Regions from separate parts of the Sus scrofa genome. Here region 1 is linked to region 2. Evidence: chromatin contacts called from public promoter capture Hi-C data. All regions are on one chromosome and are shown on one strand. The core of a region is the stretch at or near the end of the contact, and the rest is flanking DNA. Distances in the headings are between cores, read along the strand shown. Region 1 holds the start of LOC100157002 (vesicle-trafficking protein SEC22b). Region 2 holds the start of CHD1L (chromodomain-helicase-DNA-binding protein 1-like).

Evidence for each region. Promoter capture Hi-C pulls out the DNA fragments that hold promoters and counts their contacts.
Region 1: a promoter capture Hi-C map of liver shows a contact between it and region 2, with 3 times the contacts expected there. The contact joins the promoter of LOC100157002 here to the promoter of CHD1L in region 2. A contact is called at or near these places in 1 of 5 promoter capture datasets (liver) and 1 of 2 datasets of contacts at active chromatin or transcription factors (alveolar macrophages).

The regions. Positions count from the first base shown.
Region 1 is chr4:100,876,344-100,883,271 of Sscrofa11.1, reverse strand. It overlaps LOC100157002 (vesicle-trafficking protein SEC22b), which reads right to left and starts at 2,429. Exons shown (of 5, transcript XM_003484218.4): 1 at 2,117-2,429. The coding sequence starts at 2,191. It overlaps LOC110260433 (a long non-coding RNA gene), which reads left to right. Exons shown (of 3, transcript XR_002343722.1): 3 at 1,304-1,413.
Region 2 is chr4:100,422,619-100,429,298 of Sscrofa11.1, reverse strand. CHD1L (chromodomain-helicase-DNA-binding protein 1-like) reads left to right here and starts at 3,571. Exons shown (of 24, transcript XM_013993372.2): 1 at 3,571-3,768. TRNAQ-CUG (a tRNA gene) reads right to left here and starts at 3,483; the gene lies at 3,412-3,483.

The sequences.
Region 1 (6,928 bases), core at 1,180-3,679, 460 kb before region 2:
GAGCCTTAACCTTTCTTAGTCTCAGAACTTCCTTATCTATAAATGGAGATAACGATGGTACCTATTCTAACCATTGGTATGAAGACTGAGTGAAATCATTCATTTAACAGGCTTAGCACAGTAGTATGTAGTAGTGTAGCAGACACTCTATTTATGTGCTGTATACTATTATAACAATAAAAATAAGTCAAAGGTTCATATTTTTGTAGATATTAAAAGTTTAGGAAAAGCTATCAATCACAGTTAAAATTCCTAATGGAAATCACTGTGCAATTACAATGACAAAAATATTTTTGTGTAAAATATCTTCCTTATCAATTAAACAAAGCAACCCATCTTAGTAGACTGATACGAAATTTGGAATTAGGAAATACACGGTAATAAATCAACTAATTTTTTCCAATAACGTATCAAAGCAAAGAATAAGGGCCTACTGATACAGAGACTTTCAAATCTTTGCCCACATTGGAATTCAAATAGTTGGAAAACTGATCAGATTTCTGCCCCCTTGGGAAAACTATTTCTTAGTCAAACTACATATCCTTCAAGGAAAACTTATCCACACCATCTCCCTAAAAAGCATGTTCCTACATTCATTTTAACAATTTCACCCTTTCTGCATAGTCCTATAAAATGTTTAATGTTGAAGAAGAGAATTTTTTTTTCACAATTGAAAATTCAAGGTATGCTCTATTTTTCAAATTTTATACCAAATTAGGCATGGTTTTGTGGAATGAATAGAAAATATTTCATGTAGCATGACCTGCTAAGCAAAGCAACTTTATAATCCGTTATCAATATTCTCCTAAAAGTGGAAGTTTAAACATATTTCCAAATCAAACCTAAAAAAGCTCATAACCAAATAGAAGCTTTCCTTATCAGGAGACACTGTCAGCTTCGATGCCATTTTCTTCTGGGAAGACTTTCCTGATCTTGCAAAATCAATTTAGGTAACTTTTCCATTTTCAACCACAGAAACTTCTTCCTCTTCTGTTGTAGTTTTACTACGTTTTAATTGTTCGTTAGCTCATTTTTCCACTAAACTGTAAACTCCATGAAAGTAGGGACTATGTCCCTTAATCCCCTATATTAACACTGGCTTGGTACAGCTGATGTGTTTAATTAAGGTTTTTTTTTTTATGGATATATGAATGAAAAGTCAAAAAATTTATGTACAATTTTTTTTCTATATTTCGTCTTTTTTTTAGGCCTTCAGGGTTTTTAAAAAAATTTTTATTAGGTTGCATGAGAAAGTAAAATAAAGTTGATCACTTTAAATAAATTATATAAATTTCACTCTCAGCCTCCTTTCTTCAGGAAACTTCCAACCATGCTCCATGAACTTGTCTCACACCAGGAGTTTCCCTCGTGATTTTTAAGGCACAAAGCATCTTCCTTTCAAGATATCTGGAGTTGTTGTTTTTAAATTAACACATTTCTGAGCATCTACTAGCAAAAGCTACAGGAGACACAAAGATGACTAACATTTGTTATTTACCTGCTACGAAACTCAACTTATTGAAAGAAAAAGGAAAATGTAAAATAAATGTAAAGAGTCGACACAGGGATTTTAATTCCAATAATAGGAATTTAGTAAGGCTTATTGGAGGAGGTGGGAATCGGGCATAACTTTGAAAGAAGGCTCTGTACTGAACTTCAAACAGGCGCCTTCAAACAGGTGCATATATGTGGCAATATTATCTCATCTACTTTCAATAGATGTCAGCAAGCTAGGTCAAGGATCAGGTGCTACAGTAAGAACAGTTAAAGAATTTAGGGGCTGATTTCCCCCAAGACCTGTCAGTCAGCCTTATTAGCAGCGAAAAATTAAAAATCCTGATTTCAACGAAGCACTGGATGATCACACTCAGCTAAACTATCCCTTCTCCAGAGCGTTTTTCTTAAGAGGAACAGGTAACACAAAAATCTACCTTCGCCTTCAGGAAGGATTTTTTCTAACAAGTAGTCTTCTCCACTGCCAAAAGAGAAAAAGCACTTCGCAGGGGTCAGGAATGTCTGGGAGGCGACAAGGGTCTCCATGTCTTAAAAAGGAATCAGTCGCTGAGAGCTGAGTGCTCCGGCAGGAACTCGGGGTCATGGGGATCTTGGAGCTTACCTGTTCGTCCTCCTGCATCGAAGCGGCCAACGGGAGCCCGTCCGCCACCCGGGCGATCATCGTGAGCAACACCATCTTCACAGACTACCGAGACCCAAAACTAGCCTGGACGGCCGTAGGTGCGTCTTGACTTGCTTCGCCGCGACAACAGTTATGCCTCTACCTTAGTTCCCGAAAACCCAGCTGCTGGCGTCTCCGCTTCCCGCTGAGGTGGCCGGAAACAAGGTCCAGAGCTCTCCACTACCGGTCCCCAGAATTGGCTTCCCCGGAGAACCACAACTACTGGAACACTAGTTCCGCCGTCTCTCCTTCCATCTTCAGAAACTTCCAAGGCCCCGCCCACTTTTCTGAATTTCCAGCCTCTTCTGAGCCTTGACCCTTGAAGGGGCGTGGCACACAAACTGAAGTAGGATTTCCTAGTTTGGATACTTTAAGTCAGGGGAGAGGGCTGGGAAGGAGGGTAGGAATTAATGGGTACTTAAATGAAGAGTATGTGAAAAAACTGAAAATAAAGCTATGTATTTTCCTCCTTAATTTTTAATTTTCTATATTATATATCCTATAAAAATACTTTCTGTATTTTTCTATTTCTAAGCAGAAATATGTGTGCACATGCTGTTTGGGAGTTTTCTGCATGTTTGTTTATGCTGTATCCCTAGGTCCTTGAATAGTTTTCGGTAAAAATATGTATTGCATGTGTGAGAAAATGACCAAGTTACAGGACTTCAGAAATCATATAGATCTGTCACTCTTCCAAATGTTGGGGTCTTTGCTACCTGTATCATGATAGGTACAGGACAGCCTTGCAAAACTTCCAGTAACTGTACAGTCACTCCTTACTGGAGCAATCTCTAGACAATTCTATTTGGGGAAGTGTTACCACCTTTTTTTTTTTTTTTTTGGTGTCCCCATCTTTAAAACAAGGATATTTCCTGCCTCTCAGGATGTTTGTGATTATTTAACATGAAAATGTAGGTGCACATATTTTGTAAACTAAAAAAAATTATACAAATGTATTTTATTACTTATATCAATTACACTTTATTGAGCACTAATTGTGTTTACATTAATAGAAACACTGCTAAGTGCTTTACAGATACTAGTTATTTAACCAAAAAAAATGAGTAAAGTTATTTAGTGTTAGTCCCCAATTCATAGTTGGATAAAAAAGCCTGAGAGTAATTTTTCCAAGGTGACACAGCTAGTAGTAATGGGAGCCGAATTTGAACTGGGATTGAACTCCAAAGCCTATGCTCTTAATCCTGATACAACTCTGTCTTAACATTTATCCATATGTTAAAGAGCTCATCCTTTTGTTACTTTTTCTTCAATTCTACAGCCATTAGGGGAAAACTGATATTATTTCTCTTTTTTTAAATTTTATGGTCACACCCATTGCCTATGAAAGTTCCTGGGCTAGGGACTGAATTCAAGCTGACCTATGCCACAGCTGTGGCAATCCCATCCCTTAACCCACTGCACCAGGCCAGAGGTCAAACCCACACCTCCACAGCAACCTGAGCAATGCAGATTCTTATCCCACTTTGCCACAGTGGGGACTCCCTAATATTATTTCTTGAGAGGATTTTGGGAGGAAGACCTAATGATTGACTCCAGACAAAAGATGAAGGGCTGCAATGTAGGCAAGGCTAAGAAATTGATGGTGCTATTGAGACCGTGAGAAAGTAAAATTAAAGGCAATCCTTGTGTATATGGCAGCCTAAGCCGATAAAATCTTACATTTAGAATACCTCATAGATATAACCTGATCTAATTCCCTTCCTCCCACTTGACAAGGACATATCTTCTACTATAGTTTCAAATGATGGTCATTCAGCCTCTGCTGGAACAATTCCAATAATGGGAAATTAATAATACAAATATTTTAACTAAGAGTACGTCTACGTGAATCAGAGAAGCAGAAGGCACAGAGAAGCAGAATAGGAGCAAGAATCCCAGAGTCCCATCCTCTTTCCAATTCATGGCTCTAGGCTCTTCCCAAGGCCTATAAGCAGCCTTGCCCCTGGACTGTATGAACCACCATTATTTGTTTATAATAACTTCCCTTCTTTTTTTTTTTTTTTTTTGGCTTATTTTCTGTTACAACCAAAAAAAAAAAAAAATAGAGGAATGCAATCACCCTAGAACAACCCTTTTTTGAAACAACATTCATACTCATACCGCTTACTTTTTTCCTCTTAGATGATTCTGACACCCTTTAGAAACACTAAATTTATTATTCCTGAGAGAAGACAGCGTCTTCTTAGGTCAATGAGTGGCCATCAGGAGAATGCCAGAGTAGTCTCTGTATGAAACTGCCCAGCACTCAGGAACTCCAGAACCTGAATGGCTTTTGCTTCTGACTTAATCAGCATCATCTCATTCACATGCAGACACTGCCTTTGCCCTCCTGCCCTTTGGTCCTTTTGGCAATAAAGGACTGGGTAATAATGAATGGCAAACACCGGGATCAATACACAGAATATTCTCAACTTTTTATACTGAATGAGAAAAGGGCACCAACAAATATTTGTTCAGAACTTTAGAATTTATAAAATTTATCCACATTCTTCGTCTGCCTGAAACCTGACGACACTGTGAAATGGGTCAAATTCAACAATTTTGGAGCTTGTGAACATTATACTAGGGGGGAAAAGTTAAACAGAAATTTGAGTATCAGAGAGCAAATTCTTAAAACTTAACAAAGAAATCGAGTAAAGCACATATTGAAAGCAACTTAAGCTACTAAAACAAAATGAGACTTTCCATTAAAGCAGAGTCAAAAGGTTGCAGAGATTTTACAAGCCAGATCAAAGAAAGCAAGAGTTAGAAGCTTGTATCCATTTATTTTTTAAGCAATCCTTGAGTGCCTAATTATATTCCAGGCACTGAGCTAGGTACTGAAGACGAATAAATAACAGTCCCAGCAAGCTGTGGCTCGTATCAACCCCAGACCAAACATTGTTGCTTAGGAGAAGAGGTCTGCAAGTAAATAGCAAAGCTCCTGTTTGAATTACATAGGAAAGAGCATTTCTCAAAAGGAGGTGATGTTCATGGCAGACAAAAAAAAAAAAAAAAAAAAAAAAAAAAAAAAGCCGCTATAACTGGGCTGATATCCAGCCATATGTGCTTAGTATGGCTGAACCAGTTTTTTAAAAATTGAAACGCTCTCTCGCAGTTTAGAAAACAGCAGCTTCTATGAGTAAATTCTCTTGACCTCACACCTCCTATCCATCAGCGCCAAAAGTCTTCTGGGCAGACCTCAGCAGTTCATCCAGATTAGGTTTTTATCGGTCGGTTTCCATGCCAGTCAGTTTGAAAAGCTCCGCCTTCTAGGCGGCCATTGGCTACCTCTAGGGAATCCAGAGCGGCCCCGCCTTCCTCTCTAGCGCCCGCCCCTGGACCACGCCTCAAATCCGCTACTCTTGGTTGCGTCTGTGCTGGTGGTTATTTTGAGTTATCAACCCTGACCAAACCGTCCCACGGTGCGAGCTCCGTGAAAGTAGAAATTTGTTTTGTTGATTCGTCAGTTCGTTCAGACTTAACCTGTGTCGTCCGTTCAGTCGGTCCAGACATTAAAGTGAAAGTAAAGATTTGGGGGAGGAAGGAGGAAAGCCAACAAAGTGCGCTTTGTAAGTAATGTGAAAGCCCCTATTTAAAAATAATTACTTCCTTAGATAACCTGCTTCAGATATTGAGCTTAGCAAAAATACTTCCTGCTCTCTAGACGCTACCTTATGAAACTGTGTCTTTCATCATGTTTGTCCAGTTTCCCTACTTTGTGGGGAAAGCCAAGCAGAGACCAAGCCCATTCCTTGGAGTTTGAGATGGTGCGATTGTGAGGGTAGTTGGAGTAGTTTTGATAGCATCTAAAATATTGAACCTAAAAAGATTTAGCAGATTTCTTTCTTCCCCTGATAGCATCTAAAATATTGAACCTAAAAAGATTTAGCAGATTTCTTTCTTCCCCTGATAGCCAACTTGAGTCTCCTTTGCATGCACAGTAAAGCCAATCTATTCACCCTGAATTGTGGTGAAGGAAAGTGCATCATTTATTGCAGGGCCAAACAAGAAGTCTAGGCAGCTAGTGCTTAAGGTACCTGAACTTCCAGAAGGCTTTCAGGTATTTTCAAAGACAGGATGAGAGAGGGGGGTTGTGGGCTGTGTGATCAGCTTGTTGACATTCTTCTGATAGGTTGGTGGTGAGCTAATCAGGAGTCAACATCATTAACCTGGTTCCAACTGGTCTGGGCCTTCATACCTGTGGGCCAATTACAGTTAACTTCTTCCACCTGGTGGGGGTTTCAGCACCTGCAAAAGAGCTCAAATATTATCTATAGCCCCTGAGGAAGAACTGAAGTTCCTTGACTTTGTTTAAGGCTAAACTATTATTATTTTGTCTTGCTTGACTCTTTTCCTTTCTTTCTGTATTTTCCTCACTTATCTGATTAAATTTATTCGTTAACTAAAGTTTTTCTGTAGACAAAAGACAGACAAGCAGAGGACATGGGGGTGGGGTGGGTGGGGGTCCTGTTCTGTTACACTTTCAGAGCCAAAACAGTAGTCATTTGTTATTCTCCCCAGAGTTTAGTATCCTGTTCCTAGAACCTAGCAAATGCTCAGTGTTTATTGAATAAATGACTGAATGAGTGGCATGCTCATGGACTGAGATAATACTTCATTGGTTGTAAACAGCATAATTCATAGTTGGTACTGTACTAAGTGAAGACATATCCATCACCAATCTCTTCATTCACCCACCTAGTTATTCAACAGATATTTATTGTTCAGTTGGCTGGGAATAGCAGGCAC
Region 2 (6,680 bases), core at 2,322-4,821:
ATGAAAACCATTTAGGAGAATAAACCTTGCAACTTAGATGTACAAATGTCTGGAAAAAGAAATTACAAAGTTAATCACAAAGAAATGGAAAATCTGGAGAGGTCTATATGTGGGAAAGTAATCGAATACATAGTTTTGTCTTCTTACAAAGTAGACTCTAGGCCCATATGCCTTCACTGGTGAATTCTATCAAACATTTAAGGAAGAAAAAATAACAATCTTAACACAAAGCCTGTCAGATAATATGGAAGAGAAGATTACACTACCAAACTCATTTGTGAGACCAGTAGGATCTCGTTCCAAAACAGCTGCAAAAGGACATTTCAAGGTAAGAAAATTACAAATTAATATTATGAACACAGATACAAAAACCACCACAAGTTATTAGCAAGCTAAAACTAATAATGTATAGAAAGGATAATACATCGAGACCAAGTCGGGTGTATCTTAGGAATGTAACATTACTTTTAACAATAGAATAGTAACATGTAATTAATAACATTAAGAAAATTAAGGAGTTCCCGTCGTGGCGCAGTGGTTAACGAATCCGACTAGGAACCATGAGGTTGCGGGTTCGGTCCCTGCCCTTGCTCAGTGGGTTAAGGATCCGGTGTTGCCGTGAGCTGTGGCGTAGGTTGCAGACGCGGCTCGGATCCCGAGTTGCTGTGGCTCTGGCGTAGGCTAGTGGCTCCAGCTCCGATTCGACCCCTAGCCTGGGAACCTTCATATGCTGCGGGAGTGGCCCAAGAAATAGCAAAGACAAAAAAAAAAAAAAAAAAAAGAAAAAAGAAAGAAAATTAAGGTTAAAAATTCTTGATCATTCTAATAAATGGAAAAAATAATATTTCACAAAATTCAACACCCACTCATGTTCAAAGTTCTACGTAAATTAGAAATAGAAGGAAAATACCTTAATCTGATGAAGGGCATCTATGAACAGCCTACAGCTAACTTTATATCTAATGGTGAAAGCCTGAACACCATCTTCCGAACACTGGAGAAAAGGAAAAGATAGTAGTTCTCATCACTTCTTTCTGACATTGCATCAGAAGTCTGGCCAAAGCCTTAAGGCAAGAAAATTAAGTAAAAGCCTTAAAGATAAGGAAAAGTAAAACCTATCTTTGACATAATTGTGTGTGTAGAAAATCCTAAGGAATCTACCCCCCAAAAACCTGCCAGAATTAATAATGGAATATAACAAAGTGCTAGAGCCGCAACTTTGGAGACAGAGGAGGGTCTGTAGGCAAAGTGGACTCTGCCTCTCCCAAAGAGATATGAGGAGGAGGCGGGTGGTAAGACTAGTGAGGGGCCTGTACTGGTCTGAGCTAGGGCAGTTTTGATGGGCTAGAGAAAGGAAGGGATGTCTTCTCTCTGAGGCAGAGAAAAAACTCCAGGCACGACGTAGGAATATGATGGAGATCCAGGATGCCTAATGCATTGGCAGCTGGAGATATTGGCAGATACAGAGGGGATAAGGCCTACTTACAAACTTGAAATTTCATTTAAAAACTAAAAATTAAATAAGGACTAAATGTTCCTTAAGGAGAGGAGGTAGAGGACCTGAATGAAGGATTAGGGGAAGAATTGTCTGGCTTGCTGTGGAGAAGCATGTTGATCACCTCCATGAAGTCTTCCTTTACATGGTCTGCTGGACAAACCTCGAATTCCTGGATGTGCACATCACTGATGATGGAACCTCCAGCAGCAGAACTTGACTTGTGTGTTCTGAACTTCCTCAGGCCCTGCAGGCAAACAGTCTGCAAGGGAAGAGAAGGGGGAGTGGGGAGGAGGGGGTACCTGCCAGTTAACTTTAAGGAAACCAACAGTGTGCCTAATTTAGCCACCACACATTACAAAGGATTTACCTAACCTACAGTATCCCCACAAAAAGCAAAAGGAAATGCAGTGAAAATCAATGTGGAGCAGCTTCAGGCTTTCTAGGTAGAAAATATTCTTGGGTGAATCGATGCTCTTTGGTGGCAGAAGACACTTTAGGTAAGAAGGGCCTTCAGACCTTTCCAGTAAAATTTTCTATGAATAGAAGGAAAAAGTCATGACCTTTTTCAGTGGTGTCTTCTTGGAGCGGAATCCAGAAGGTTGCAGGGGGAGCCTTGCGAGTTCAGGACTTGACCCTCAAAGCTTCTCTGGCTCATCTCACTTTCCCCTCCTTAGGAGCCCAGACCTTGCTGCCGTGGGTTAAGGACAAGGACTCTCTAAGCAGGGATCGCTTTCTGGGGAGCAGGGTTTAGGGTTTAAGGAGATTACCCTGTTGAAGAAATTGTGGCAGCCGAAAGATACAAATGGCACCAGAAGATACAGAACAGCACCCTTGCAGGCTCAGAGGAGTCACCTCCAGAGTCTGAGCACCGAGTCTTGTTTTGGGTAACTTTTACACAATACAGACCTCGAGGTTTTCCTATGCAGGTAGCCCCGGACCTCTCCCTTTAGGCAGCAGTGTTCCTGCCTACGAAACTGAAACAAGGACCCCAAGGCACGAAGTTGCTACAAGATTACAAGAAGGGTGGTGTGCAGCAAGCAAAGCAGCTGACAGGCACAGTAGCTGCCTTTCCAGCTGGCGCGCCCGGGGCGGCGGCGGCGGGGGTGGGGGTGGGGGTGGGGGTGGGTCCCTAGTTAAAACTCTTCAACCCCAGACCCAAGTACAAAGTTTAGGACAACTGTGGCTCCTAGTGGTCTCAACAGAACTCAGAAGCTTGAGATTCTATTGGTAACCGTAGGAAAGGACAAAGGAAAATAAAATGAAATACATCCAACCTTCCGCTTGAACCCATGAGTCAGAAAGTTAGTCTCACCACCCCAAGAATGAGCTCAGAAACGCTATTTCATCATTGCACTATTTTCTACCTGTGTAGAAACAAGACATCCGTACAGTTACAAGGCGCGCGGTGTGAAGCGCCCTCTCGGTGCGGGATTCAGTGGGCGCAGCCTCTACGTTTTACCCGGGAGACCCAGGGTGACCCGACCAGCAGGTGGCACTGGCTCCGTCGCTGTGCCCCTTGACAGCTGCGCCTTGGATGCCAGCGCCCGGCAGAGCCTGCCGGGTCCAGCGAGAACACCCCGGGCTCGTCCCACTTCCCCTGCCCTCCACGTCCGTGTGGTCTGCCAGTTTCTGGGACTCTGACCCCTGAGCAGGAGGCGGCCAAACCCTGGGAACGCGGCTGCGATGGGCCTACGGCGGCAGGAGCTGGAGGGCCCCAGCCGGAGGTGGGGTTGGGGGTGTCGCGGAGCCCCCTTCCCAGGACCCAGACCGTGCAGTCTGAAAGCCGGGCAGAGGGGCCCTCTAGGAAGGGAAAGCATGTCCACTCAGCGCACCTTTGAAGCGCGAGTTCTTCTGGGGAGGAGACTGAATTCCGGCTGCGCAGAAAGAGACAGCTGGACCTCATCTCAAGGACAAGGTCCCACCGAGTCTCGCACTCGGATCACTGGATTCAGAGTCCAGAGTGCTCACCATTACACCATGGAACCGCCCATAGTTCACTGGGTCCGGCTGCTGAGCCAGGCCCCACGCAGCCCCGCGGGCCCGGGCCGGGCCCAGGCCCCGCCTCCCGCCCGGCGCGCTCCTCGGCCGCCCCCAGCCCGCTTCCTCCGCGACCACGCCGGGAGGGGCCGGCATCGCCCGCCCTCGGCCGCCCTTCAGAGTTGAACCTCGAGGATGAGAAGAAATCCATTGGGGTCGGCGACAGGGCAGGGCTTTCGGGCCTCCCCCAGGTCTGTCTGCTCTGCGGCATTTCTAGAATGTTCTGCCCTGAGGTAGGATTTCCGCCGGAAGAAAAATTCCTTTCTCCTTTGTAACTGTCCTCTTCCCACTGCCCTGAGAACTCTGAACTTCCTCAGAACAGCCCCTGGGACTTTCTGGTGACCCCTCTCTCGTCCCCCCACTCGGTTCTCGATCCCCCTCTCTCCTCCCCGGGTTCCATGCTGTCCTCCTCCTCCTCCTTCCCGCTTCCTTCATCCCCTTCACTACCACTCCTCTTCACTTTCCCTTCTCCCGCCCCGGTACACAGCACAGGCTATCAGACCGTGGGGAAGAGCGGCCACAGTCTGACCGGAAGGTGAGGAACATTTTCCATCAACGAGAGAAGCCCGAGTGCCTCTCAGGTCAGGACCTTCTGGGGGTTCTTTGATGGAGACAGTAGCCCAGCGTCCACAGCCAGAGCTTGAGGCCCCGACAGCGCGAGACTTCTGCCCGCCCCATACCGTCCTGGGGCTGGGGTGACTCCGAAGTTAGGAAACTTGGGTTCCGCGCAGCTCCTGGCTGGTTGGTCAAATCCGACGTCATTGAACCGCCAGCATTATTCTCTTTTAGGGCTTCAATTGGGAAAAAGTTCCCCTTATGGGCCCCTTGTGGATGGATAGTGGGGTACCGCGCACAGTAGTGGGGTGCAGTAGTTGCCAGAATAGTCAGACAACCCTGGGCCATACTCAGTCTAAGATGAAGAGATAGAAGAGGCTTTTTTCTTTTTTTGTCTTTTTGCCATTTCTTGGGCCGCTCTCGCGGCATATGGAGGTTCCCAGGCTAGGGGTCGAATCGGAGCTGTAGCCACTGGCCTACGCCAGAGCCACAGCAACGCGGGATCCGAGCCGCGTCTGCAACCTACACCACAGCTCACGGCAACGCCGGATCTTTAACCCACTGAGCAAGGGCAGGGATCGAACCCGCAACCTCATGGTTCCTAGTCGGATTCGTTAACCACTGCGCCACCACGGGAACTCCAGAAGGGGCTTTTTTCTAAGTGTATCGTAATACAATTTTCATTTTTAAAGTCATGTCACTATTGTACATATTCCAAAAGAGGATGAAAAAGCTAAACTGAAAACTGAAAAATAAGAAGTTCCCCATGGTGGCTCAGCAGTAACCAACCCGACTAGTATCCATGAGGGCACGGGTTGGATCCCAGGCCCTTCTCAGTGGGCTAAGGATCCAGCGTTGCTGTGAGCTGTGGTGTAGGTCGGCAGCTGCAGCTCTGATTGGATCCCAAGCCTGGGAACTTCCATATGCCCGGGTGCAGCCTTAAAAAAGACAAACCAAACAAAAAAACCTGAAAAATAAAAGTAGAACAAATGAATATAAGTACATATCAAATGATACTATAACTGGGATTCCCATGGTAGCTCTGCCGAACCATGAGGACACAGGTCCTATCCCTGGCCTTGCTCAGTGGGGTAAGGATCCCGTGTTGCCTTGAGTTGTGGTATAGGTTGCAGATGCAGCTGGAATCTGGCATATGTGGTGTGCCTATGGCGTAGGCCAGTAGCTGGGATTCCCTAGTCTGGAACCTCCATATGCCGCCGGTGCAGTCCTACAAAGACAAACCAAAAGAAAGGTAAGAGAACCACATAGAATATGATTAAGTCAAGTGCATTTTGAATTACTCACGGTGGAGTACATCCTAACGACATCTTGAACTTTATCTAGTGGGTTTAACCATTGGTCGTAGAATTGGTATAATAATTATGTTTTGTGTGTATTGTAAGCTAGAGCAAATCAGTGAAAACATTAATATTGTCAGGAGTCAAGGTTAGCAGCTTGGGAGGAGAAGGACAAAAATAGGAAATGGGAAAAACTGAGGAAGAACTTTATGGTGTTAGATTGGACTTTGATTCTTCAGTTTGTTAATGTGGTGTATCACACTGATGGATTTGCGGATATTGAAGAACCCTTGCATCCCTGGGAGAAATCCCACTTGATCATGATGTACAATCCTTCTAATGTATTGTTGGATGCGGTTTGCTAGTATTTTGTTGAGGATTTTTGCATCGCTGTTTATCCGTGAAATTGGCCTATAGTTTTCTTTTGTTGTGGAGTCTTTGTCTGGTTTTGGTACCAGGGTGATGGTGGCCTCATAGAATGAGGTTGGGAGTATCCCTTCCTCTGGGATTTTTTGCAATAGTTTCAGAAGGAGAGGTGTTAGCTCTTCTCTAAATGTTTGATAGAATTCGCCTGTGAAGCCATCTGGTCCTGGACTTTTGTTTGTTGGAAGTTTTTTCATCACAGTTTCAGTTTCAGTTCTTGTGATGGGTCCATTCATCTTTTCTATTTCATCTTGGTTTAGTCTTGGAAGATGGTACTTTTCTAAGAATTTGTCTATTTCTTCTAGGTTTTCCATTTTATTGGCGTATAGTTGCATATCGTAGTCTCTTATGATCCTTTGTATTTCTGTGATGTCCGTTGTTATTTCTCCTTTTTCATTTCTAATTTTATTGATTTGAGTCCTCTCTCTTTTTTGCTTGCTAAGTCTGGCTAGGGGTTTATCAATTTTGTTGATCTTTTCAAAGCACCAGCTTTTCGTTTCATTGATCTTTTCTATGGCTTTCTTTGTTTCTATTTCATTGATTTCTGCTCTGATCTTTATGATTTCTTTCCTTCTACTAACTTTAGGTCTTGTCTGTTCTTCTCTCTCGAGCTGCTTTAGATGTAAGGTTAGCTTGTTTATTTGGGCTTGTTCTTGTTTCCTGAGGTGGGCTTGTATTGCTATAAACTTTCCTCTTGGAACGGCCTTTGCTGCATCCCATAGGTTTTGGAGTGTCGTATCTTTGCTGTCATTTGCTGCCAGGTATTTTTTAATTTCCTCTTTGATTTCTTCAGTGATCCATTGGTTGTTTAGTAGCATGTTGTTGAGTCTCCACGTGTTTGTGTTTTTTGCCGTTTTTTTCTTGCTGTT